6 separate regions of the Mus musculus genome follow, and regions 1, 2, 3, 5 and 6 are each linked to region 4. A link is a contact called in public promoter capture Hi-C data. All regions are on one chromosome and are shown on one strand. The core of a region is the stretch at or near the end of the contact, and the rest is flanking DNA. Distances in the headings are between cores, read along the strand shown.

The links. Promoter capture Hi-C pulls out the DNA fragments that hold promoters and counts their contacts.
Region 1: a promoter capture Hi-C map of pre-B cells shows a contact between it and region 4, with 4 times the contacts expected there. The contact joins the promoter of Pidd1 here to the promoter of Mob2 in region 4. A contact is called at or near these places in 3 of 39 promoter capture datasets (hippocampal neurons, neural stem cells and pre-B cells), 3 of 115 datasets of contacts at active chromatin or transcription factors (astrocytes, microglia and pancreatic cancer cells) and 1 of 9 other capture datasets (adipose tissue).
Region 2: a contact with region 4 is called in a promoter capture Hi-C map of hippocampal neurons, with 2.6 times the contacts expected there. The contact joins the enhancer-like site here to the promoter of Mob2 in region 4. A contact is called at or near these places in 9 of 39 promoter capture datasets (the 3T3-L1 cell line, 3T3-L1-derived adipocytes, cranial neural crest and 5 more), 2 of 115 datasets of contacts at active chromatin or transcription factors (embryonic forebrain and large pre-B cells) and 1 of 9 other capture datasets (liver).
Region 3: a contact with region 4 is called in a promoter capture Hi-C map of embryonic stem cells, with 4 times the contacts expected there. The contact joins the promoter of Chid1 here to the promoter of Mob2 in region 4. A contact is called at or near these places in 10 of 39 promoter capture datasets (the 3T3-L1 cell line, 3T3-L1-derived adipocytes, the HPC-7 cell line and 5 more), 2 of 484 Hi-C or Micro-C datasets (granulocyte-monocyte progenitors and pre-B cells), 2 of 115 datasets of contacts at active chromatin or transcription factors (embryonic forebrain and memory CD8 T cells) and 2 of 9 other capture datasets (adipose tissue and liver).
Region 5: a contact with region 4 is called in a promoter capture Hi-C map of hippocampal neurons, with 2.7 times the contacts expected there. The contact joins the promoter of H19 here to the promoter of Mob2 in region 4. A contact is called at or near these places in 6 of 39 promoter capture datasets (embryonic stem cells, hippocampal neurons, liver and 3 more) and 1 of 115 datasets of contacts at active chromatin or transcription factors (forebrain).
Region 6: a contact with region 4 is called in a promoter capture Hi-C map of pre-B cells, with 3 times the contacts expected there. The contact joins the promoter of Gatd1 here to the promoter of Mob2 in region 4. A contact is called at or near these places in 2 of 39 promoter capture datasets (pre-B cells and stem cell-derived epiblast-like cells) and 1 of 115 datasets of contacts at active chromatin or transcription factors (pancreatic cancer cells).

What each region holds. Positions count from the first base shown.
Region 1 is chr7:141,441,815-141,445,998 of GRCm38.p6, forward strand. It overlaps Pidd1 (p53 induced death domain protein 1), which reads right to left and starts at 2,211. Exons shown (of 16, transcript NM_022654.2): 1 at 2,155-2,211; 2 at 1,154-1,539; 3 at 337-750; 4 at 1-7. The coding sequence starts at 1,463.
Region 2 is chr7:141,508,183-141,512,472 of GRCm38.p6, forward strand. The region is part of intron 10 of Chid1 (chitinase domain containing 1); the gene reads right to left. Among named protein-coding and RNA genes, the nearest start is that of Chid1, 30 kb to the right of the region's middle. Within about 2 kb of position 2,644, at least 9 of the 459 cell types and tissues checked have an H3K27ac peak or open chromatin away from gene starts, as enhancers often do. A contact at or near this core is called in hippocampal neurons, where this site is marked.
Region 3 is chr7:141,538,238-141,542,795 of GRCm38.p6, forward strand. Chid1 (chitinase domain containing 1) reads right to left here and starts at 1,591. Exons shown (of 13, transcript NM_001142681.2): 1 at 1,536-1,591.
Region 4 is chr7:142,057,971-142,062,450 of GRCm38.p6, forward strand. Mob2 (MOB kinase activator 2) reads right to left here and starts at 3,064. Exons shown (of 5, transcript NM_028308.2): 1 at 3,015-3,064. The coding sequence starts at 3,031.
Region 5 is chr7:142,575,862-142,580,045 of GRCm38.p6, forward strand. It overlaps H19 (H19, imprinted maternally expressed transcript), which reads right to left and starts at 2,285. Exons shown (of 5, transcript NR_130974.1): 1 at 968-2,285; 2 at 752-882; 3 at 548-669; 4 at 342-469; 5 at 1-253. Mir675 (microRNA 675) reads right to left here and starts at 1,286; the gene lies at 1,203-1,286.
Region 6 is chr7:141,412,553-141,417,290 of GRCm38.p6, forward strand. It overlaps Gatd1 (glutamine amidotransferase like class 1 domain containing 1), which reads right to left and starts at 1,573. Exons shown (of 8, transcript NM_172116.4): 1 at 1,450-1,573. The coding sequence starts at 1,513.

The sequences.
Region 1 (4,184 bases), core at 961-3,460, 620 kb before region 4:
AGCCCCGCTGCAGGCAAGTGCTGGCTTAGGGCTACTCATGGTGGCCCTGTGACAAGAACACTCAAACTAAAGGCTTCTGGCTCTATCACAGGGTGGGACAATGACACACGTGAATTATAGGCAACCAAGAGGTAGAAAGAAAAGGGACATCTGGAAGCAGTGAAGGTTCCCAGGGCAAGAGCACACGGTTCAGGGGCCTCTGTGGAAGAAGGGGGGACAGGGTCCTAAGACTTTAGGTTGCAGGGGGGGTGGGCACATGGGAGTGGCGCTCTGGGCAGTAGCTGAGAGTCGCTCAGTACTGGTTGGTGAAACAAAGCTGACACCGTAGCTACTCACCGAGGGAAGCTGGGAGACTCTGCAGCCGGTTGGAGGCCAGATTGAGCTCACTGAGGCTGCGCAGGTTTCCAATCTCAGAGGGTATGGTGTCTAGAAGGTTCTCAGAGAGATCGAGACGCTGAAGGGTGGACAGGGACCCGAGTGTTAGGGGTAGTCTTTCTAGGCGGTTGTGTGTCACGGTGAGGAAGGTAAGGGCGGGCAGTGCCCCCAGGGCCTCGGGCAGCTCTGAGAGATGGTTGTGAGAAAGCAGCAACGCATCCAGGCCGTGCAGTTCCGGGACACAGGTAGGCAGCGTCTCCAGCCTGTTGAAGCTCAGGTCTAGGTGAGCCAGGCAGGCCAAATCACTCAGGCCAGCAGGCAGAGTGGTCAGGGTTCCATGGAGGCAGGCACCCAGGGCACCCCGGCTCTGGCCACCTGGAAGTGGGGAAGACAGCTATAGCCCTCAAGAGTTGGAGTCTCCCCCATTCAGCGCTGTCAGAGAAAGCCTCCCTTTTAAGCCAGCCAGAGGGACAAAGAAGACACCAGCTCGTAGAAGCTGACAGCATCACCCCAGGAAAACTGGGATCTACAGAGACCCGGCTGGGCACATTCAGGGTTCTAGGCTCAGGAGACAGAGCCCAGCGAGCCTCACTTTGGGGGAGGAAGGTGATAGGGCTAAGGACAAGGGACAGTTGTGGGGTAGGGGTTCACACCTGATGTGCGGGGAGAAGAGAGGTTTGGAGTTAGGGCTGGGACAAGGATGGCCTTTGTGTCCAAGAAGTAGAGTCAAAGCTGGACAGAGATGAGGACAGGGTCAGGAAGGAGCAAGGGTACTCACCTTTGAGGACCAGGGAGCGAAGGCGCAGCAGACTCCACGGAACCTTGGCTAGGGTGTCATCCAGCAGCTGAGGGTCCTCATGGGTGCTGAGCCGCAAAAACTCCACTTGCAGCAGCTGTGGGGGCTGCTGGGAACACAGGTACTGTAGCCGATGGCAGCCCCCTGGGCGTAGGTCCAAGTTCAACTGGTTCCCAGCCGGGAGAAAAGGTGCTCCAGGCCCGGCATCCACAGCCTCCAAGGTGGATGTTGCAGCATCCTCTGCAGCAGCTGCAGTTTCCTCCGGCTCCTGCCCCTCCAACACTGCAGCCATCACCCATGGAAGGTCCTCGGGGACCAGACATGTCCCAGCTTGCCAAGCAAGCCTGCTTAGGCAAGGCTGATAGAAGCTGGAGAAGCAGGGGGAGGAGTAGGCTGTAGGGGACCAGCTCCCCCTCCAGGTCAGAGCAACAATAACTCAGCTTGGAAACCCGGGAGCTCTTGAGACCACCAGCCCAAGAACCCTGGGCACAAGGGGTAGTGAGTGGAGTGGTCACTGCAGCCCTACGGCTTGCATCTGTGCTGGATCCTTCTGCCTGGGAGGGGCACCAGGCAGGGCGACTCTGAACAGCATAGCTTGGAGAACTCTGCTTAGATCAAGGACAAGGAGAGGGTTTCCACCTCAATTCTGGAATCTGCCCAAGTGATCCCTGATCCCTACAGGGCTCTGGAAATAAGGACACACTTTCTATCTTCACACCCAAATGCATGGGGAGAACCCAGAACCTTCTTCCACTGCAGACGTTCACTGTGCCCGAGAGGGTCAGTAAACAGTGCGAAGGGGAGCCAAGAGGACTTTGGGGTTCTTGTGCTAGGGTCCCATATCGCGGTCCCTAGTAGACACTCTTGAGCCACAATTCCCAATTCACACCTCCGTCAAATGGGGAAAGCAGAGGGGGTCTCGGTAGGTGAGGAATCGCTTTGGTCCCGCCTCTGGAGCAAACTTCCCGCCTCCCATTGAGTACCTGCCACGCTGATCTCCCCGCCAGTCTAGGCGCGCTCTGTGCTGCCTTCCCGCCGGCGCGCTTCCGGGCGGGCCACCCGTCGGGCTCCGCCCCTCCGGGCTAGCCAGTAGGAATTCTCCGAGGTTCTTATGGCTCCTTCCTTTTCTGTTGTTCGCACTAAGGGAAGCCGGTGACCCGCAGGAAAACTTACACTTTCAGATCTCTGCAACCCCAGACCTGTGGTGGCACTGCATAGTCTGGGTCTCAAGTGCATTCTAAGACAGGAATTTTGGGTTAACAGAGTATTGTCACACTCCTTGCTAGAAGCTAGAACCTTGAATGCTGGCTTCCTGGGGGGAACCGCTCTAGGAAAGTAGTTCTCAGTCTGTAGGTCGCGACCCCTTTGACAAACTTATATCTCCAAAAGATATTTACACTGTGATTCATAACTAGCAAAATTACAGTGATGAAGTAGCAGGAATAATTTCATGGTTGGGGTCACCACATCATGGGAACTGTCAAAGCATTAGGAAGGTTGAGACTCAGAGTCTCCAGGACTTCCATCTCAGGCTTTGCAGTGAAGTCCAGCTTATTGGAGCTAACCATTGATCATTACTGTGGGCCAACTCCCTACCTAGGCAGTGAGTTGCCTGGCTTTTCCTCCCTGACTTAGGTGGGTCTCAACACAAACAAACTTGAGATAGAAGTTCTTGCCTGCTGGGCGTGGTGGGCACTTCTTTAATCCCAGCACTCGGGAGTTCGAGGCCAGCCTGGTCTACAAAGTGAGTTCCAGAACAACCAGGGCTATACAGAGAAACCCTGTCTAGAAAAACCAAAAAAGAACTTGCCTAAGTCCTTTAGTTGATTAATATTGAAGCCAACACCCAGAATCCTCAGTGGAGCTGGTGGACTGGAAATGACCAAGTGACTGTTCTACAGTCTAAGTGATGGGCAAGCTTCCTGCAAGGCCTCTCTGCTTCCATTCTAGCACCTGCCTCTTTCTCACTGTTTCCATAAAGGTGCCAGATGGTGCTTTATAAAAACCAGCCCCAGGGGCTTAGTCTAATTGTGCTCACCTCAAGTGCAGTGCCTTTCTGAGATGGGAGAACTGCTGCCCCGGGCTGCACAGCAAGACCTGTCTCAAAAGCAATCATCCTAGGAATATTCCTTAAGTTTATATTAATGAGCATGGTGGTATTTGCCTTTAATCTGCAAATGAGCTCTTCACCATTGAGCCATCTCTCCAGCTATTTTGGGTATTATTTTACAGTTAAAAAAAAAAAAATCACAGCCGGGCAGTGATGGCACACACCTTTAATCCCAGCACTTGGGAGGCAGAGGCAGGCGAATTTCTGAGTTGGAGGCCAGCCTGGTCTACAAAGTGAGTGCCAGGACAGCCAGGGCTACACAGAGAAACCCTGTCTCGAAAAACCAAAAAATAAAAATAAGTAAAATTCACGACAGTTGGTGGTGGCTAATGCCTTTAATCCTAGCACTCTGGAGGTGGAGGTAGATAGGTGGATCTCTGAGTTAGAGGCTAGCCTGGTCTATAGAACAAGTTCCAGGACAGCCAGGGATACACAGAGCAGCCCTGTTTTAAACAAACAGAAAAGTCACAACATAAAAAATCATGCCAGGGGCTGGAGAGATGGCTCAGAGGTTAAGATAGTTCTTCCAGAGGTTCAATTCCCAGCAACCACATGGTGGCTCACAAACATCTGTAATGGGATCCGATGTCCCCTTCTGCTGTGTCTGAAGAGATCAATGGTGTTAAAATAAATAAATAAACCTTAAAAAAAAAAAAATCGCCTGGCGGTGGTGGCGCACACCTTTAATCCCAGCACTTGGGAAGTAGAGGCAGGTAGATTTCTGAGTTCGAGGCCAGCCTGCTCTACAGAGTGAGTTCCAGGACTGCCAGGGCTACACAGAGAAACCCTGTCTTGTATAAAAAAAAAAAAAAAAAAAATCATGCCAGGTATGGTGTGCGTGTCTTTAATTCCAACCAGTACTATGGAAGCAGAGGCAAGTGGATTTCTGTGACAAGCCAAAGT
Region 2 (4,290 bases), core at 1,394-3,893, 550 kb before region 4:
TGAATGGGCCTGTCTGTTTGAGGCCCTTTCTGTGAGGGGCCCTATCTGTGAGAGTCCCTGTCTGTGAGAGGCCCTTTCTGTGAGAGGCCCTGTCTGTGAGAGGCCATGTCTATTGAGGCACTGTCTGTGAGAGGCCCTGTCTGTGGAGGCCTTGTTTATGAGAGGCCATATCTGTGAGAGGCCCTGTCTATGGAGGCCTTGCCTATAAGAGGCCCTGTCTATGGAGGCCTTGCCTATAAGAGGCCCTGTATGTGAGAGGCCTTGTCTGTGAGACACCATGTCTGAGAGTGACCCTGTCTGAGAGAGGCCCTGTCTGTGAAGGCCCTTTCTGTGAGAGGCCCTGTCTGTGAGAGGCCCTTTTTGTGAGAGGCCCTGTCTCTGAAAGGCTCTGTCTGAATGGCCCTCTCTGTGAGAGGCCCTGTCTGTAGAGACCCTGTCTATGGAGGCCCTGTCTGTGAGAGGCCCTGTGTTTGAGAGGCCTTTTTTGTGAGAGGCCCTGTCTGTGAGAGGCTGTGTCTGAGTACCTGTCTGTGAATGGGCCTATCTGTGAGAGTCCCTGTCTGTGAGAGGCTCTTTTTATGGAGGTCCTGTCTGTGAGAGGCCCTGTCTGTGAGAGTCCCTGTCTGTGAGAGGCTCTTTTTATGGAGGTCCTGTCTGTGAGAGGCCCTGTCTGTGAAAGGCCCTGTCTATGGAGGGGTTATATATGAGAGGCCCTGTGTTTGAGAGGCCCTGTCTGTGAGAGGCCCTTTGATTCCATATGGAGATCTATGGGAACTCACTTTGTGAGCAGCAGGCAGGGTTGAGCCCTAGAAGGAAGGAAGAATTTTGTTGGCAATGTCAAATGGTTGCTGTCACTGGGTGATTACAAGGCAAGGTGAGGTTTGGCATCCTCAGGAGCAAAGCTGAGATGCTCAGTGGGGTACTGCTTTCATAGTGCAGGGATTAACACTGAGTAAAGCCAGCAGGTGCAGATGATAGACTTGCCTGACCTCCTACTACCTATGTCTACCTATGGCCAAAGCTAATCAAATGTGGCCCTGGCATATGAGGATGCACTGCAGCTAGAACTGGTGCTTCCTCATGAGACCCATCATTGAAAACAGGGCATGTTCAGGCCTGTGGGCTGAGCACACTCACTGGGATATAGGTATGAAGACACCTTGTACTGTTATATTTATACTTATGTTATACTTAGTTACCCCTACCCAGTGCTAGTTTTTGGGCTCAAATTGTATATAAGAGGCTCTTCTTTGGCGCCTCCTAGCTCTGTCCAGAGCTCTGAATCCAGACCCAGACCTGCTGGGGTAGGGCACTAGCAAGACCCTCCTCTTTCCAATGCTCAGAACTACTGGAGGAGATGGCTGATGGCAGAGCCACCTCCAAACCTCCCCTGGGAACAACAAAACCTTAGGTCAGACAACCAAGGCTTCATAGGTTTAAAGGTCTTTCTCAGCTCAAGGTGGATCTCTACTGGCTTCTCAGCAGAGGCACAGCGTCCTCTGGGGGTTTCTCATGCCTCTGGTATGGGGGTCCCCATGGAGTGCTATCCCATTCCATTCAATGGAGACAAAAACTGCTGACAAGCCTGAGCTATCAGACCTGTTCTGGCAGAGGGGCTCATGCCTGAAGTCTATACTTGGTCAGTGAAAGCCACTTAATGCCAGGGTGCCCAAAATAACAACTTGGGGACCTTGAGGGGAAGGGAATCCTTCATCCACATCACTGCTTGTCAGATAATACTTAGAAACTAAATAGAAGGCATAAGATCTGGAAGCTGGAGCTAGCTCACTGAGATAAGAGGATTATTATGAGACAGAGGCCACCCTGGGCTACAGAGTAAGTTCCAGGGCAATAAATTCTAGGCCAGCCTGAACTACAGAGTATGACTGTCTCCAAACAAAAGAAAACAAAAGTAGTAAGAATGAGATAAGGAAGAAAACAGGTAGTTTCTGTGAATTTTGGCAGCAGGGACAAAGAAGAACCACAGTACTGGATCTGTCCTGTCTTGCCACCTGCTTTACACACATCCCATTTGTCTGAGAAGACAAACAGGATGAAAGGATGAGAGCTCTTCACTTTGGAAAGACATGGCCTGAGAGGGGACCCGATAAACAATGTCACCCAGCAGCATACACAGTGTGAAGGGTGAGCTGGGAGTAGCAATTTGCTTTACCCAAGGCATAGGTCCAACTGCAGTTGACAGAGGTATCAGTGAGAAACAGAAATTTGGTGCCAACAACAGAAGGCGTAGGTGGAGACTGAGGAAAGGCTCTGAGCTGAAAGCATAAGTGCTTCCAGAAATCAGGACGATTAGCCCCGGGTTCAGGCACTGGAGGCGAAGACCCTACAGGACACCCCCAAATAGGAGGCCTATCTTACCTTGTGCTCTTAGAAAGCTGAATTCTAAGTCAAGAGTGGACACCACACAGCTGAGGCTTGCCCATGGGGGTGTAAGGGGAAAGGTCTAATGGTGAAGTAAGGAAAGAGCACAGGAAGCTTGTCTGCAGGGAGAGGTCAGACGTCACTGGAGTTGAGGTAGGGTCTGGGAAAGCACTCTGTGGATCTGAAGGCCTAGCAACAACTGTGAGCAGGCGCTGTGCTCACTCAGGGAAACGTCAGCATTCCTGAGCCAGAGACCTGCCAAGAAAAGACTCTAGCAGTCACCAAGCATCAGATGGCCGGCAGGCAGGCAGCAGTGCCTGTGGGCTCCTGCTGTGTCCTCCTAAGTCTCTCTCCTTGCAGGGCAGCCCCAGGCCAGGACCAAGGTGAGGAGTGCATGCTCCTTGATGCCTACCCTTGAAGCAGGGTTAATGCTGGCTGGCTCTACAGCCATGAGAAGCCTGGCTGCTGATCTGTTCCAGTCCTGGGGAAGGAAGTGTCCCTGCTGAGTGGGCATCTATTCTGCAGCCCTGACAAGGTGAGCATGGACGGGCTGGCAAAATCGATCAGCTTGCCAGGCCTCGCCCCAGGAAAGCGACTTTCTCCATCTAATTGTCTCCCTTGGGTGGGCCCATGTCCAGGCTGGAGCATGCATGCCCTCATCTCGCCCCATAGGAATCATTAGCGAAATGAGGATTGAGAGGCACAGCCTTCCTTCCCTAGCTGGGAAAATTCAGAAAGGCCAGGAGACTAAGAACAGCCTGTGTGGATATGTGTGCTCCCGAGTGGAGCAGAAGTACCTTCACCTGTGTGGCACCCCCATGTCTAGTTCCTGCCACATACATCTTCAGGCACAGGACAGCTGTAAGAGACTGACAGGACCCTTAACAGTCTCCTGGAAAACAGCAGGTGGCCAGATCCCAAAGCCTTAATAGCGTCCCACCCTGTCTGCCCCATGTTGGGTCCTTCTCGGTCAGTAAGCCTGCCCTCCCTTGTCTGATGTTAGACCAAAGGCTCATGACAAAGCAAGGCAGCAGCACTGTGGGCTACAACAGCTATTAACTCAAGTCTGTGATGAACCCCAGACGCTGGAACAAGCTGTGTGGATCCTGAAGAGTGCAGATGTGTAGGGAAGACAGAATTCACATCCATGGCTTTGAAGCATGGCCCACCCTAATGCCCCACCATGGAAGGACCAATGGAAGACTTGAATGAGAGGTGGTCTCAGCTCTGATGAGTGTACCTTCACAGACTACAAACAACCAGGGCCACAGAGACGGGTCCCAACCTTCCCACTCAAATACAAGCTCCGTTAAGGGGCAAGTAAGTCAGCTCTGGCTTTGTCTGGGCCCAGACGGAGAGAATCTTGAAGCGTCGATAGAACTGAACATCAGCATTTAGTACAGGCTGGGCGGCCTGGCCTCGGCTCACTTGCCCTGGGTGATGCATGCATGGCACCTTCCATAGACTGCACCTGCCTACGGGTCAGAAAGAAACGGCCGCACTCAGTGGGCAACAACACCCAAATCTCTGTTTCTGGATGCCATTCTCCATGGAAAGCCACTAGGAAAATGGGCAGCTTAAATGCTTATTTATTTATTTATTTTGAAACAGGGTCTCAGTATGTATTCCTGGCTGGCCTGGAACTTGATATACAGACCAGGCTGTCTTGAAACTCACAGAAATCTACCTGCCTCAGCCTTCCAAGTACTGTAACTAAAAGTATCTACCATCATGCCTAGTTAGGCTTCTAAGCAACTAACCCGGAATAAAGACCCCAGATTTGTATGAATGTTAAAATATCTAGCACTTAATAGTGAACTTCATGGGCTGGAGAGATGACTCAGCAGTTAAGAGCACTGACTGCTCTTCCAGAGGTCCTGAGTTTAGTTCCCAGAAACCACAACAACC
Region 3 (4,558 bases), core at 341-2,840, 520 kb before region 4:
CTGTTCATATGAGGAGGTGGGTGAGTGTATGGTTGGAAATGAAGGTGACGTAAGAAGCAGGATGATCACAACCCCAGGTGACATTTATTGACCATATGTTGCATGCCAAACCTGGTGAATTATCCACAAGTTCTCTCCACAGACCAGGACTCAGGCAGGCATAAATGTTATTCCCATTTACAGATAAGGAAACCAACACAGGGGGCAGCCCACCAAGCCATGGGGCACGTGGCTACCATCCCATCCCAACTATACAATGCAATGCAAACAGGACTGTGATAAGATGGCTCAAGTTATAGTTCTGTCACCAGCACACTGTCTCTGGGCCTCCCTGGGCTCCAGTCTAGAGATCTGTGGAAAGTTCTTTGGAAATTTTCCATCACAGAGTGTTCAAGATTTGAGGCTGCGCTGAGGGTAAGGCCTCATGTACCTAGCAAACTTGAAGGAACCCATACAACTTGCTGTATACCCTCCTACCTGAGGCTGGGCCCTCCACATAGAGCTCATTCTCTATGCCCGACAGCCACTCTGGCCTTGCTAACTCGTTTGCACACTCATGTCATCGTTCGTTCATTTGTGGCTCCACAAGCTATGCACACTAACTCACATATCTGAAATCTCTGACTTCGTTATCTTACATCCTGGTTCATGTTTATACTCCTTTATACACCACTCACCCATGTTTCTTCATATCCAGCTACACTGGCACATACATAAACTTAACACATTCACTACTGTGCTGTTCACACGTGCTTCCTGCGGCTTCTTTTGCCCCACCCCCAAACTCTTTTTTGGAGACAGGGTCTTGCTATGTGGCCCTGGCTGACCTGAAACTCACTCTATAGACCAGGGTGGCCTCGGACTCACAGAGATCCATCTGCCAGCCTTTGCCTCCCGGGTGCTAGGATTAAAGCCATCGCTACGGGCTCTCTTGATTTTATGCAACGGCCTGTGCTCGCTCATATTCTCAGATTACTGTTGGCTCGAAAGCTTCCTCACAGTCACACACTTGGCGCTCACACTTCTACTAAAGAACAATGTCACACTCTCTCCCATACCTGCTCTCACCCTAACACTCTCTCACCCTTGCTCATACTCATCCCCACTCGCTTTCTCACCCCTAATAAAGTCCATGTTCTCACATCTCCCCTCACCCATTCGGGCCCTCACACCCGCTCGCTCTCTCACATACGCCCTTACTCTCAGGCTGACACACCTGCTTTCTGACACCTACTCACCCTCACATCTGTTTCTTCCACCAGCTCACCCTCACATCTGCTTATTCCGCACGAGCTCCCACTCACCCTCACATCTGTTTCTTCTCACACTGACACGATCGCTCTCCCCCTCAAACCCTCTCATCCTCACTCACTTCCTCGCCCTCACATTCATAGCTCCCATATTGCTCTCATCCGTGCCCTCTCCTTCCCGCTCACACTCTGCCCGTTCTGTCCGGGGAGAGCCTCGCTGCCCGACGTTCCCGCATTGTGACGCGGAAGATGAAGCAGTCCCATTGCCGCCACAGCCGGGCTCACCTTCATGTCAGGAGACCGGCCAGACCCATCAAGCACGGCCGGAAGACGATTTAATCAACCGGAAGTCCCGCCCACTGGCCTCCACAAGCTCCCGCTGCGCCACGCCAGCTTCCTAGATGCCTTGCGCACGGCACGCTGGGATGGGGCGGGACCGAGATGGCTGGAGGGCGGAGTTAGAGGTGGAGCCTCGTAGCGACCGGCGAGCTGGAGAAGGGCTGAGAGTGGATCGGGACCGTCAGTTGGATGAAGACAGAGCTGAGTGTGCGGAACGTGTACTTCGTAGCCGTAGGTGCTGTTTCCGCTCCTGCAGCCAGTCCCTCTATTGATCAAGGGCCTGTCGTACAGCAGAATAGTGGGGTCAGATCCCGAAATCCTCCCAGAGAAGTTGGTGGTGATGTTGAACATCCCCTCTCCGGGATTGATGGCTGGCTGCCTCAGCACTGTGCTGAAGTCTACATTACGTCCACTTATGTGACCACCAAGGCCTTTAGGGTCTTGGGAACCCATCCCTGTCAAGTATGGGGGACGTGGGTCACTATGCGCATAGTCAGTTCCGTAGTCTCCCAGATGTGTCAGGACAGACTGTGCGCCAAGTCTTTGAACCTCCACATTATCCCAGTTGCCACATTTCTGTCACTATCTATAGGTTTGCAGTGCCCACTACACTGTCTCCAGTAGAGACACTGCTCCAGGCAATATAACATCCTTCTCCAGATGGCCTAGCACAGCGAACATTCTATCTGCCTAAATCCCAGAGCTGTCTTGGTCCTCGTTTTTGGTCTTGCAAATTGTAGGAGCTAGAACCCACAGAGGCAGACACCACGCTCCCCACCCCCATCTCAGCTTTAGCAAGAGGAGCCCAGACACTTCTTCGAGTGGGTTGAAAGCACACGTGACCAGCATTTTTATTTTTCATCAAGCTGACTAGTCCCCACCCCCATCCCTTGCTGTTCCCAGCAGTTTCCTGCAGAAACCACATTTGGCCTGTCCACACCCAGTTAAACCCTCTGGCCCACTCCACTATGGTCTGTTCCAGGATTTGCAGTGCGGCTGTTTCCCCATTCCTGCTGCTGCAGAGGTTTCTCACTGAGCTGAGCTTCGTGTTCTTCCTTCCGAATCACGTTTCCTCCTTTCTCTTCCCCATATTTTCTGCCAGCTGTCCCCCAAGCCTTTCTACAGGGGCGGGGCTGGGTGTGTATGCTAAGGCATGCTGTGCATCACCATCTGCTTTCCTGGCATCCAGCTCAGCACCCTACTAGGAACAAATGCCCAGAACAGTGATTCCAAGTGGGCAGAACTCTGGAGAGGTGGATGTCCTGAGAATTGTTCAGTCCAAGCAATACTAAAGAGACCATCATTCTTTTAAACCAGCGAAGGCATTTGGATCTGACTGATGTAAGAGGTCTTTGAGCTAAAGACTTGGCAAAGTCCACTAAGGATTCCACTCCCAGTCTGTGTTGCAGACTCTTAAGAACAGAAAGGAGAGAAAAACAGAACTCAAGACCAGCCCCTTTCAGGGTTCCATTAGACAGATGCTCAGGAGCCTGTTGAGCTGTACCCACAAAGTCTGCCCTGCCCTCACCTGCACAGCCTGACAAAGGGTGCCCCAGATCTCTGGTATGTGTGTGTAGGTGAACACTGGCTTCTCTCCCCTCCACGGTATTAGGAGTGAACTCAGGACTAAACACCTACTTGGCCAACACTCTACCAATGAACTATGTTTCCAGCCCCAAACTGATTTCAAGTGTTTAGCCACCTTTTAGTCACACAGAAAATACAGAAAGATGGATAGAAAAGACCAAGAGAATCAGAACTAAAGCATTAACACTCCGTATTAGTGAATCCATTCCAATTTTAATGTTTCTGCAGTATTTGAGGTAACTTTAGATTTTCTGCATTTATTTATTTTTGTTTGAAAAAGATGTTTTAAATTTTTATTTATTTACTTATCTATTATATGGTGTGCGTGTGTGTGTGTGTGTGTGTGTGTGTGTGTGTGTAGCAAGCAGCAGTAGGAGGCATGTGGAGGTCAAAGGACCACTTCTGGGAATTGGCGCTCCTTTCTCCATGTGGTTTCTGGGGATCCAGCTCAGACTGTCAGGTTTCTAATCAAGTGCCTTTACCCAGTGAGTCAGCCCCTTGGCCCAAGGAATTAATGTTTTTAAAAATTCAAATTCTTGGGATTCCTGAGATATTGTTGCTCATTTAAACAAAGTACTAAAATGCGGGGCATTTTAGAAATTGAAGCCAGATGTGATGATGCATGGCGCTATAATATCAGCACTTAAAAGGAAGATGGCCATAAGTGCAAGGCAAGCCTGGGTTATATAGCAACATACACACTCTATCTATCTATCTATCTATCTATCTACATATATATGTATATGTATATATTTAGAGAAAGAGAGAGAGAAAGAGTTTGAAAATGCTTATTTAATTGTGTTTGAAGTGGAGTAAAATATTATACAAAGGCATCTAAAAGTGACTGTAAAAATGTCACTGTAAAAATGTGGGCATGGTGGCTCATAACTGAAATCTGATAGTCAATAAATTCAAAGCCAGCCTGGGCTAACTGAGACCCTGCCTATAAATAAACAAGCAAACTGAATCTTAGTTCCTAGTTCTTTTTTTTTTAATTTTTAAAAAAGATTTATTTGTTGTTATATGTAAATACATTGTAGCTGTCTTCAGACATGCCAGAAAAGGGTGTCAGATCTTGTTATGGATGGTTGTGAGCCACCATGTGGTTGCTGGGATTTGAACTCAGGACCTTCGGAAGAGCAGTCAGTGCTCTTAACCGTTGAGCCATCTCTCCAGCCCCTGTTCCTAGTTCTTTTAACTTTAGTGTAAATCTGAGTATAACTCCCCTGGCCAGAGCACTAAACCAGACCTTAGTCAGTTTCTCAGTCTTTGTTACCACAGCAATGTGGGATGTCCTGACCAAGGTCCAAGCTCTGACCCTGAGCCGTGGGTCCCAGGCTGGTATTATGACGCTGTTTGTCTTGAGCCACCATCTGTCTGCA
Region 4 (4,480 bases), core at 1,814-4,313:
GCAGGCCTCTTCACAATGTCCAGTGGAGTAACAAACGGACGTCATTGCCGACACCTACCACTGAATCCATCACACACCAGATCTCATGACTCCATTTACACATAATAATGGAATAAAACAGATTGGTGCTGCCTCTCGCAGAGGTGGGCATCTGCAGCAACCAGAGGGCTCTCCAAAGAGTAATGTTAATGTTCCATTGAGCTGAGAAGATGGCTCCATGGTAAGGTGCTTGCCCAACATACTTAAGGCCCTGGGTTCCACCCATAGGAACACACACATACACTTTAAAGTAAATTAAATCATGGTCAAAGAAACAAGTCTATAATTTTATTAAAAATTACCTAATCATATACTTAAAACAAGCAAACTTAGTGGTATGTAAATGATACCACATGAGGCTGTTCAAATAAAACCTACAGACTCTTACCAGTCAGGTGTCAGTCACCAGATATACTTTCCCAGAAGATAAAACCTTTCACCCCTATGCCAACCTTGCAAACACCTACACTCAACTGCTCAGAGTACAGGACTGCTAAAGGCTGCCCCAGACAGGCTGGAAGGCCTGAGGCCATTTAGCTTTATCTGTTAGCTGAGCAAGAGTAGACCTTCAAATATACACTGTATCAAATGGCCTACACCAGGTTTCATCTCTTTCTACCTGTACTGGAGAGATCTAAAGGCTTCATAAGAGTCAGGTGCACCCGGAAAGGGAGCCTCAGTAGCAGGCTGGAGAGAGACTACTGGAGAGGGAAGAGGTTCAGTTAAGGTGGCCAGGCAGGAGGGAAAACTCACTATCATCAGTGGGAAGAGGAGAAAATATGTTCTTTTGACTCCAAGGGGCTTCTGGACTGTGCTTTCTGCTAGATAAAATTCAAACTACACTCAGACCTCCTGGTTAAATGCTTACCCCAGAAAAGATTCAAGTGTTGCCTAAAGTATCCCATAACATGTTGGGGTTCTCTCTTCCAAATCCTGAGCAGCTTCCCCTGGGTGTTACCCTGCACGTGGTTGTCCATAACAGAACAAACACCCACTACACAAAAATTGTAACCCTTTCTAATAAAGAATGAAGGGAGCCTGACTATATATACTGCTTAACAAGCTCAAAGCTTCTCCAAGCAGAGGAAACCTACAGGACAAGAGGTGGCTAAGAGCCACACCTACAACATTCTCCAGAAAAGTCCCAGCAGGTTTACCATCAAGTCCCAACGTGCCAAATTCTGCTCTGGTTATCCAAAGCATGCTTCCCTGCAGGGCCTCCCTTCCTCCTGAGCAGCTGGAACACAAAAGATAAGGCTGTGAGATGCTCAAAGTCCCAGCGTGATCCTCACCCAACTAAGAGAAAGATGTAGCTTTCCACTTAAACTTCTGTAGACCTCCCTGTTGGCTCTAACAATTTCTGTAAGAGACCTCTACTCTTGCACCCATACTTGGGTTCACCCAACATGAAGTAATTAACAAAACCTTTACTTTAACATAAGCAAGCAAACAAACAAACCTTGAAACATTCCAAACCCCTCATTGATATCGGATGGTCTGAATTAAGAAAAAGACCAAGACCAAGACACAATAAAAGATGATACATTTGTCCTATTCTTCCAGACAGAAAAACTACTTAAATGGTTAATTACAGAGAGAGTTTCAGCCCTGAGCAAACAGTGGGTACTCTGAAGCAAAAAATGGCTTCACTCCCGACTACTTTGTCAGCTCTCACCAGGGATCAGAAGACAAAGTGGAGTAGATGGGGGGGGGGGGGCGCGGGGGGATGTCCTCTGAAGGCTCACTCTGCAACTTCCATTCTTCCTACTTTTATAGTAATACTATGAAAGAGGGACAGAGGAGTTTAACGACTGGCTTCTGGTCAGCCTCCAAGCAAAAAGCACCTGGATGGGTATGAGCCTGGAAAAATTACACATACAGCAGTGGTCAGCTTCCTCAGTCACCAAGCTGACAGATCTAGTTCACTTGCAGTGAAACCATACCTTGGCCAAGTTATAGTCAAGTGCTGGCCCTCTCCACAAGTGCACAAAGGAAGAATGGTCTGGAATAGGCTGGTTTCAAATATGTGTCCTATGCTTAAAACCCCTGGGCTTCAGAGACCTTGTTAAAGGCCAGGACATAACATCTGCCAAGCTTACCATATGCAAAACATGTGCTGGCCCTTACCTCAGTTAACCCTTCAGTAAACCTGTACTGCAGATTTCACAGCTTCCATCTGACAGACGATCCATTACAAAAAAGTCTAGAGAGGACCACATAGCTAGGAAGCAGATAGGAACCAGTGACAGGGCTTCCTCTTGAAGAAATAAGATGAGCCTCCGCCTAGTCCCCCGTGTCACCCACACTTAACGTCCTGAGTGGCACTATGTGGCTCCCGGCCTCCCTTAGTCTCTTGATTATCCCTGGGGCTGCTCACTTAGTCCGCTGTCTCCCTAGGTTGCAGCACTGGGAGGTCAAACAGCCTCAGACGTCCTGACAGTGCCACCACTACACTTTCCTCCGCCTTCCCCGCTTCTATCTCCAGAGTCCCGCGCAGCCCTCGTACTGCCGAAGCCGAAGGCCGGCTCTCTCTGTGGTCCAGCAGGATTATACGGACCCCACAGCAGGGCCGCGGACACCGCCACAGGGTCGAGAACCGAGCCGCCGGGAGAGCGCGCGCGGCTAGGAGCGCCCGCCTCTCACTCTCCTCAAAAGTAAATTGGAAGAAAGTCACTTGGGCGGAAGAACTTTCGCAGGCCCCGCGAAGACCGACGACCGACAGTGCCAGGTGCCCGACTCGCGGCCCGTCGATTCGCGGCGAGGGACCGCGGCCTCTCGGGACAGCGCCTCGGGGACCGGGCCTCTCTCCCGCCGGCCGGCCGGCCGGCCGCCTGCCCGGCCTCCCAGCACCCCGCAGCGGCTGGCCGTCCTTCCGTGCCCCGGCCCCTCCTGGAACCCGCTGCCCGCCGCCCTACGCTCCCTACGTTCGCCGCCGCCCCGCGCAGCGCCGCGCTACGCCGTCCTCCGCCACTCACCCCATGAGCCAGTCCATGGCTGCGCGGAGCCCGCGCCTCGCTCGGCCTCAGCCCCGCCGGCGGCCGGAAGTAAACACTCGATGGCTCCCGCCCGCTGCCGGACGTGACGCGCGCACGGCTTGCTGGGACGCGTAGTCCCAGCGGCCCCTGCGGCGATGTCCCGAGTACCTGTTCTGGAGTGTCAGGACCTTTCCCCATCGCCAACCTCGGGGCTTCGAGACCCAGGAGCATCCTGTATCTGAAGACCATCCAGAGTTTCTGGATCACCAGAGTGAGAATAACTTCAGAGGGCCCCAGAAACCCAGACGCCCGGAACTCCAGAGTGCCTCGGACTCGCAAACTGCCTGTCATTGCGCAGTGCCCTGGATCCTGGAGTATCACACCCCCGGTGTCTCTAGAGTGACCCCGGTGTTGCACACCTCTAGTGTTAGGACACTATAGAGTGCCTTGACCCCAGGAGTGAACCTTACCACCAGCGTGCCTGAATCTGTGGAATGCACAGACCCGTGGGAGTCTGAAGTTCCTGGGACCTGAGTATCCCTGACCCCAGTATCCCAGACCTGGGAGTATCCAGACCCCCCAGGCTGGAACATCGGAGTTCCTCTGCTCTGCAGGATGTGTTCCTTTCCTCTGCAGTGCCTCACCCCTTGCTGCTTACATCCCTCCTGATGTCCATCTTCCCACTGTTATCATCTTTTGCCCACACCTAGTGCCTCTGCCAGAACTGTTCTGACCACACTTGCCTCTTCTGTGTCCCTTAGCTTTGCTGGCCGTTCATTTGCATCCCAGCTGCCCGCCCCAGTGGACATGATTGTCCCCTTCAATCCCCATCTGTTCCCTTCCTCTATGTGCTGTACCCTCTGGCTCCTGGGTGAGCCTCTATTATCCAGGATACTTCTCTCCAGCGAGTAAGTCTCTTCATGATCCAGGGTATCTCTCCTATTGTCCGCTCTTTCCAGAGCCTGACCAGTACTAGGAACTCATTGAATACTTTTTGAAAGGCTGACTCTCTATTCTCTACACTGGAGAGATGCTTGCAGGAGCACACAGTTGAGCAGAAGGATCACAACAACCTAACTCACTAGTGTCTTCAATAGAGTGTCATGAATATCAGGCACCAGACAGATAACACCTTCAGGCCAACTGCCTGCTGTAATACAGCTGTCATATACTTGAAATGGGATTCACCTTCCCCAAAGAACCATTCCAGGATGCTGGGAAATGTCCAGTCCATTCCTTCTTTATAGCATGAACAGTCAGGCACTGGGAGTGGGTGGGGTTGCAGTTTTATCAGCAAAAAATACCTGAGATGAAACTGAAATAATAATGAAAGATCTGGAGAGGGAAAAGTCCCAAGTCAAGACCATATCAGGAGGAGAAAAATCAGGCCTGTGTTCTCCTCTGTTTCTATTCCTATGGATGCCCAGTCATACTGGATGACTTCCCCACACCATAATCACTTTGCT
Region 5 (4,184 bases), core at 1,035-3,534, 520 kb after region 4:
ACGGGTGCTTTGAGTCTCTCAAGCAAGGAAGGAACAAAAGGAAAGAAACAGAATTACAGGAAAGGAGGAAGAAGAAAAAGACAGGAGGGAGATGATGAAGTCATCCCGGGGTAGAGGCTTGGCTCCAGGATGATGTGGGTGGTGGTCTCCCGGGTCAGGCAGAGTTGGCCATGAAGATGGATTCTCAGGGGTGGGTGGGTGCTATGAGTCTGCTCTTTCAAAATGTTGACACCATCTGTTCTTTCAGCTTCACCTGCAAAGAGAATAAAGACAAATGAGGTGGGGCGGGGGGTGGGGTGGGGAGTGGGCTTGGCAAGCTTCCAAAGGGTGCCCCAGCTCACCTTGGAGCAGATTCCTGAGGCAGGTAGTGTAGTGGTTCTGATTGCAGCATCTTCTTGATTCAGAACGAGACGGACTTAAAGAAGTCCCCGGATTCAAAGGCCCAGACATGAGCTGGGTAGCACCATTTCTATGGGTGGGAGAGAATGAGACCCCTGTCCTTGGCATCCCACCCTCTCCCACCCACATGGGGCAGAAGAGAACTCACCTTTCATCTTGAGGGTTCAAGGTAGGGGGAGGAGGATCCAGAGAGCAGCAGAGAAGTGTTAGCTCTTTGGGAAAAGTGAAAGAACAGACGGCTTCTACGACAAGGCGCCAGCCCATGGTGTTCTGCAAAGGACAGAATCCTGAGTGAGTGGGTGGACAATTAGGTGGTTGAGCGGACTAGCCCTGTGGCAGGGAGTATGCTCACCAAGAAGGCTGGATGACTGCCCTTCTGTCCTCTCCATCACACCGGACCATGTCATGTCTTTCTGTCACATTGACCACACCTGTCATCCTCGCCTTCAGTGACTGGCAGGCACATCCACCTCTGCTGGAGACCTGGCTATAGGGAGAAATGAAGACATGAGTTAATTGAACTTGCGTGGGAGGAGACTGGGTGACCACGAGCGGGACAGACACTTACCCTAGTCTCCAGTCCGAGCTCTTCGAGACACCGATCACTGCTCCGTCGCCGCCCGCAAGGCCCTCCTTGGCCACGGACTCTGGAGGCCAGTGCCTCCCTGGCTCACCACCCCAGCTACTCGCTCTACCTGCACCCAACCTCCCTCCCTAGAAACTCATTCATTCTGCCCCGCCTGCCTCGCCTCGTCTGGCTTCATCCTGTGCCCTTGACTCCCCTGGAAATGTTCTGTCTGTCATGCCAGACCCAGGGACTGAGCGGTTAGGGCATACAGTGTACCAAGTCCACTGTGGGCCCTTTCCGCACCAGTCCCTGGGCCGCAGTGCCTCATGGGAATGGTGTGTCTGCAGGCTGGACCCACTGCAGCCTCCTTGCTGTAAAATCCCTCTGGAGTCCGATACCTGCAGCCCCCACTCCCCTTCTGGTGACACCCTGCACTGCCCTTCTTTTCCATTCTCCAGTTATTGAGGCTCTGGCAAACTTGGGACTTTGCCAGAGCCACTCTTGAACCTTCTTCTAAGTGAATTACGGTGGGTGGGATGTTGTGGCGGCTGGGGACCCATCTGTGTCTTGTGACCCCATCTTGCCCTGTTTGACCCCAGCCTAGAATGCTTCTGTTCTTGCTGGATCCCATGGTCTCTGCCACTGTCTCCAAGGACTCCTATCACCTCCCTGGAGGCAGCGGCCTCAGTCTTTACTGGCAACCCTGCACCTCTTCTTTCTTCTCTCTAAGAGCTCTTTCCACCTGGGGTCGCCAATGGTCCCCCAGCCTCCTTCTGTCTCGGCTCCCCCCGAGACGATGTCTCCTTTGCTAACTATCCTGCCTTTCTATGTGCCATTCTGCTGCGAGGCCAGCCGCTTCTTCTCACCAGGCCCCCTCTCTAAACCTTCGTTTAGAAGGTCAGTGGAGCGAGGCCAAGAGAGAAGAAGGAGACTCACCTGCCCAGCAGACGGCGGTCCTCACCTGCCCACTGCTGCCAGCTATACCTTCACTGCCCAGGTCTGGGGTCGAACCCTTCCCAGCAGCTCCCCTTTATCCGACCAGCCGCCACGTCCTGTAACCAAAAGTAACCGGGATGAATGTCTGGCTCCCCATTCCTCTCCAACCCTAGCTCAGGCCCTTCAGCTTCACTCCGATGTTTTCCAGCCTTTGCGATGCCTTTGCTCTGCCTGAGCTAGCCCCTCAGTCCTTCAACATTCCTGCCAGACTCCAGATGCCGAGGTGCTCCTCGGACCCCACGACTCTCCTCCAGCTCTCCCATCTTCCCCAGTTTCCCCGATACCCCCCACCCCCACCCCCCACCCCCCTCCCACACCCGGTGCTTCGGGCCCTCTAGCCCGGGCTTTTTCTAACTGGAGTGGCTCCGCCCAGAATTCCCGCCCCTACTCTGTCAACCAATCAGTACATGGCCCCGCCGGGGCCCCCGCAGGGCCCACCTCCACCCTGTATCGTTCCAGCGCACGTTCGCCTCACCCCACACCCGCACCCGTCCTGAAATTCTCCAAAGACAGCCTCACCACAACTCCCACTTTGGAATCCCTTAGACAGGGCCTGGCATTGTCCCCAGATATCTCCCTTGATGTCGAGAACATATAGCCCCGTAGCCTGCTGAAGCCCTTCATAGAACGGTGGTGCCCCAGGCACCCTGCCACACTGAAGCTGCCCTTTACTCAGTTTGTATAATGACCACAATGGGAATTTGAGGGCATGGGTCTCATACTATCCCACGGAGTATGAACAGCCTACGAGTGGCTAACCCCCAGCCTTTGTCCTAGTCTGCTTGACTGACCTTATCTGGCCGCAGTGGTTTCAACAAGGTAGTAGCTAATTTGGGCACTCCTCACCGTCCCTTTTCTGGGTGAGTCGTCACGTTTGTCAGGACTCTCTTGCGATGAGTTTTATTAGTTATCTTACAGTCTGGTCTTGGTCACCCCAGTCAACCGGAGGCACAGTATGGTCTCCCTATCCTACTGAAGTACTACTATCAGTGATAGAATGGGGACAGGAGAGATGCCCTGTCCCTCCAGCCACGTGCGTGCGTATACCATTGCTCTTAGCTTCTGTTGAAAGTTATGCAGCTGAAATCCACAGAGTCAGCATCCACAAATCAGGGCACCAGAGAGTAGAGCAGCTCTAGATGGAAGTGACCGGAGCTCCAGATGGGAGGAGGACTCAAGGGCTGACCAGTCATGACCACTCAGCAGTGGTTCTCACCTATGTGAGGTGCAATAGCACCTTGGCAGATCCTCAGCCTAGTGGCTGCATGTCAGCTGAGTACTCATTTCTGGCTCCTAGTGATCCTTCATTTTTACTCTGTGAAAAGCCCTGGTCATTGCTGTGGGTGGACCCTAAGTTATGATACTGACGGACACCTCCAATTTGGTCATAAATAGACCCCAGCCTCTATTATCTTGGCGCTGTAATGTGTGTCTGTGCTGTCACCTTGTGGTGGTTGTGGCTATCTCTGCGCTCTTAAACAAATGATCCTTTTCAGAGATCGGTATATAAGATGGAAAAGAATGACCCCATCTTCTAATGAGCCTCAAGAACCCTGGCAGCATCAGCAGACTAAAGGCCGAGGGTTGGCCATCACATGTAAGCTATTCACTGGTGTGGTGGCAGTTGGTCTCTGTCTCCCATCACCCCCCACATCACCCTTGCTATACTCCCCTATACTTCCCACTATATCCTCCCCACTACACCCCTGCTATATCCCCCCTGTCATCCTCCCCACCATACCCCTTGCCATACCCCCCACCATACTTCCCCTATGGCCCCCATACTCTCTGCTATACCCCCACTATACCCTCCCTGCTATACCCCCACTATACCCCCGCTATGTCCCCCACTATACCCACACTATACCGCCCCACTACACCCCCATTATACCCCCACTATGCCCCTCCTGCCATGCCCCCCACTATGTCCCCCATTATGCCCCCGCTATGCCCCCGCTATACCCCCACTATAACTCCCTCTATATCCCCCGCTATACCCCTACTATACCTCCCACTATACTTCCACTATACCTCCCCATTATACCCCCTCGCTATAACCCACGCTATACAACCCCACCATGCCACACCCGCTATGCTCCCTCTTGCTACCCACCCTCCTGCTTCACTTCAAACTAAGCGGATCCCTGACTTCTCCTAGTCTCTAATCTCAGCTTTGCAACTTCTTGCTACAGTTCCTAGGTTACCTGGGACATTGCAATGG
Region 6 (4,738 bases), core at 323-2,822, 650 kb before region 4:
GCCAGCCTGGTCTACAGAGTGAGTTCCAGGACAGCCAGGGCTACACAGAGAAACCCTGTCTCAAAAAAACCAACAACAACAAAAAAGTCCTTCAAAAAGGAACGAAGCTTGCCTAATTCAAAAGACTCTAGCCCCCAGGTGTGGTAATGCACACCTTTATGCACACCTTTGATCCTAGCACTTTTTAAAAGATTTATTTATTTACTTTATGTATATGAGTACACACTGAAGCTGTACAGATGGTTGTGAGCCTTCATCTGGTTGTTGAGAATTGAATTTAGGACCTCTGCTCACTCCAGTCCAAAGGTTTATTTGTTATTATAAATAAGTACATTGTAGCTGTCTTCAGACCAAATGGTTGCTCTCTCCCATCCTGGTCTTAAGACACCCTGTGGGTCTTAAGACACTCCAGAAGAGGGAGTCAGATCTTGTTAAGGATGGTTGTGAGGTTGTTGGGATTTGAACTCAGGACCTTCGGAAGAGCAGTCAGTGTTCTTATCCGCTGAGCCTTCTCACCAGCCCCCTAGCATTTTTTTAAAGACAGCATCTCATGTAGCCATTGCCCTCTCTATCCTCCTGCCTCCAACTCTGACACTAGGCTTTTGGCTTGTGGATTTTGTTTTGGTTAATATTTTGAGTCAGACCTCACTGTGTACTCCTGCTAGCCTGGAACTTGCTATATAAGTTCCAGACGGGCTCAAACTCCTGGAGATCCATCTGCCTCTGCCTCCTGAGTGCTGGGATTAAAGATAATTTTTAGCTTCTCAATCCCTCACTTTCCGACTCTCAAGGAAGGCCTACCTAGGAGCTGCTGTAGATTCTCTTTTACCTCTATTCCAGGGAGGAGCAGCACCCTCAGGCCCCTCCCACCCTCACCTGGGACGCTTCAGTGTGGAACCCAGAAATTCATCAGTCCAAGATCCCGACGTACCCTCGCGCTCACACCCACTTGCAGAGGTCTATAGGAATCCAGAGGGAAACCCCGGGCCGCAGCCCTGGGCTCCACCTCCCCACAGAGACTATCTCGGGCCAGTCGGTTCCCTAAGGACCCGTGAAGTAATCATCTGCCCAGCGCCCCTGACACACACCGGGCAGTTGGAACATGAAGCCAACAGACCCCTTCTGCGTGAGGGTCCCTTTTATGCAGCTCTTTCGAGCAACCTCTTTCAGGATCGCTTCCTGGAGGTGCACGAAGATAAACCCAAGATAGGGGGTAACAGAGAGGCAGAAAACACGGGCAGAGAGAGTACCAAGCCCCTGCGGCTCACTCGGGGGCAGGGTCATCTCTGCAGCCGCTGACCGTCCCTGTCTGCCAGCGCAGACAACATAGTAGGCCTGCGCCAGAGAAACAGATGCAGGGTCCCAGAATCTCAACTCCACAAACACAAACGTTTGCCCAGAGTCAGGACTGCAGGCCAGTGAGCTACACAGCTGCCCTGCGCGCCTCACCTTCGGAAGCGCCGCTGGCCACCAGGAGACACGCAGGCCTGCTTGGCAGCCGCTCGGACGCCATGGCTACAGCCCAGGCGGATATTTGTGCGAGGGATGGGGCGGGGCGGGGCTCGCCTGCAGAGAGCGGAATGCGCATGCGTGAGGCACGAAGGGCGGGGCTCGCCGGCAGGGTGCAAGGTGGGGTGGGAGAAACAACGCGGAAATTGAGTGAAGATGGGGGCAGTTTGCGCATGCGCATGGGGTAGTGGTTGAGTGGCAAGCATGCGAGGGGCGGGGACTGAGCGGGGGCGGAGCGGGGCGGAGCGGGGCGGGGGTTGGAGGCGGAGGCGGGGGAGGATACGCCCTGGGTCCCTGAGTGGTCGTTTCCTGATTGGAAGCCACCGGTACAGACTTGTGGCCCTAGGGCACATCAATTAAACCCAGTGGGCCGGGTAGATGTTTCCGAGTCCGAGTCTACCACAGAGCTACTACGCCTTGGGCCTTTGCCCGAAAGTTGAGCCTGGCTAAGTGTGTCAGGGAGCGATGACCGGTCGGGCGGACAGGGTGAGGGGCACAGAGTTGGGTCGTATGTGGGCGGGTCTTCCTCTGCCGGTTTGTGAAGATCCAGAAGATACCTGGGTCGGTTGAGTTTTGTATGTTCCTATAGAGGATGGAATGTCACTTCCTGAGCTGTGGACGCCTCTGGAGGTTCTGTTGAGTTTCCTGAGGAAAAGACCAGATTGGGGAGGCCAACCTGTATCTAAAGCGATTTACTTCTGTGGGACTCCTGCTGGGGCTTAGGAAAAGGAACCTGGAGCCCAGGATTGTGTGTTGTCTGAGTGGCGACTTTTGAAGATTCACAAGCCACAAGCTTGACTAGCCATCCTTATTAAATCCCCATCTATTGACATGAAACCCTGAAATTGAAGGGGTCAGATTGGCTAGTGTCCACATACTCACACAGTTCCACCTTTGTGCTGCCTCCAGAGTAACATTAAGGCACCAGAAGTGGCAGAGCCAGCAGTAAGCTTGAGTCTTGTGGAGAAAAGTATTTATATTGAATTCAACGCCCAGGTATTAGATATAATTTTGTAAAGAGACTACCATTCCAGGGAAATGTATAGACAGGGCAAATTTTACCCTTGAGGAAGAGTGTGCTGGAGAAAATGGTGAACAGCACCCCAAGACAGGAAGAGCATTTGATTTTGTTTTAACTCAGGTGGTGGCTGTTTCTTTTGCCCACTGACTGGAGTCCGACCTCACAATCTTATTAACTAGTCGGGAAAGACTCAACATACAAGAAATGGAGGAGGGGAAAGCAGTCCCTGACTGAAGGAGAATCACTGTTCCAGGCTAGTATAGAGAAATACACCTTTGGGTAAACAAAGCTTTTACTAGGTGGAAAGGATTAAACATTTGCATAAAAGTCTTACAAGGTGAAGGAGATAAAAATATTTGGATTCTTCATTCTTTTTTTTTTTTTTTTTTTTTTGTGTTTTTGAGACAGGGTTTCTCTGTGTAGTCCTGGCTGTCCTGGAACTCACTTTGTAGACCAGGCTGGCCTCGAACTCAGAAATCTGCCTGCCTCTGCCTCCTGAGTGCTGGGATTAAAGGCGTGCGCCACCACGCCCGGCTTGGACTCTTCATTCTAAACACAGGTTTTATAATATTTTGATAGAAAAGACTAATATTTGCTGGGTGTAGTAGCCTGTGCCTTTAATCCCAGCACTCAGAGACAGGGCAGGTGGATCTCTGAGTTCAAGGCCAGCCTGGTCTACAAAGGGAGTTCCAGGACAACCAGGGCTACCCAGAGAAATCCTGTCTTTAAAAAAGGGGTGGGGGGGCCTGGAGAGATGACTCAGCAGTTAAGAGCACTGACTGCTCTTCCAAAGGTTCTGAGTTCAAATCCCAGCAACCACATGGTTGCTCACAACCATCCGTAATGAGATCTGATGCACTCTTCTGGGGTGTCTGAAGACAGCTACAGTGTACTTACATATAATAAATAAATAAATAAATCTTTAAAAAAAAGACTGATACTTGATATTTCTTTAACAGGTTCCAGTCCTGAGGGAAGTCAGGGCAGGAACTGAAGTAGAGATTGAGACCATGGAGGAATACTGCTTGCTGACTTTTTTTAGCTACCTTTCTTTGCTTTTGTTTTTGTTTGTTCATTTATTTTTTCTGAGCTAGGGTTTCTGTGTGTAGCCCTGGCTGTCCTGGAACTCACTCACTCTGTAGATCAGGCTGGCTCCTAACAGAGATCTCCCTGTGAGTGCTAGGATTAAAGGCGTGTCCTGCCTACCACCACCCAGCTCTAGCTACTGTGTGTACCTCGCCTGACAGACATGTGAGTCACATAGCTGGGGGATGCTTACTTGAGTAATTCTATGACCTATGTCCACAGTGGCATGCTTGCAAGTGAGCACAATGTCTGGTGTCCAGCAGAGCCTATGGGAATGCCCATGACCCATATGGTGTTCAGCATTCAGGACTAGATAGGCAGATGTAACAGACAAGCAGTGGTTGGCCAGAAGCCATGCTGTGAATCTGACCTCCCTAGGCCACCTCCCTTTGTCTCCTGTGATCAGTGGGAAGGATTGAAGGTCCTAGCACGTGGCGTTGTAGGGTCAGACCCTAGTGTAGCGTTACCTGCCAAATTGCCTGTTGCTGAGCAACATCCTGGATCCTTTGTGCTCAGGTAGGTGGCCTGGTACGTTGGCCCCCAGGCACTTCCTGCTACAATGACTAGGCCTTGCCCCTAACTCCAGGATCATCCTTCAGGGCTGATGTCTGGGCCCAGACACCTGGACAAGATGGGGCCACAATGGGGATTAATGGGCAGGTTTTGCCACTTGACGGAGAGCACTGGAGGCCTTTGGGATGTCTCTGGGCAAGACCCATCATGAGTGAGGCTCAGTGCCCCATCCTGCCCTGTGGAGCTTTCTCTTAGTCTCCTTCATGGAGACTGGTCCTGGTTATGAGGCTTACACCCCTGAGCCCTAGACATAATGTGCTAAGACATCAGATCTATCAGCAAGTGCCCATGTGGGTTCTTGGGTAGGGGAGGGTTGAGGACTCCATATGTAGGGTCAGCAATCTGGAACTATTGATATACTTGGCAAGTTGGGCATCAAGAAAGAGGGCTGGTAGCCGGGCATGGTGGCACACGCCTTTAATCCCAGCACTCGAGAGGCAGAGGCAGGTGGATCTCTGAGTTCGAGGCCAGCCTGGTCTACAAAGTGAGTTCCAGGACAGCCAGGGCTATACAGAGAAACCCTGTCTCGAAAAAAAAAAAAAAAAAAAG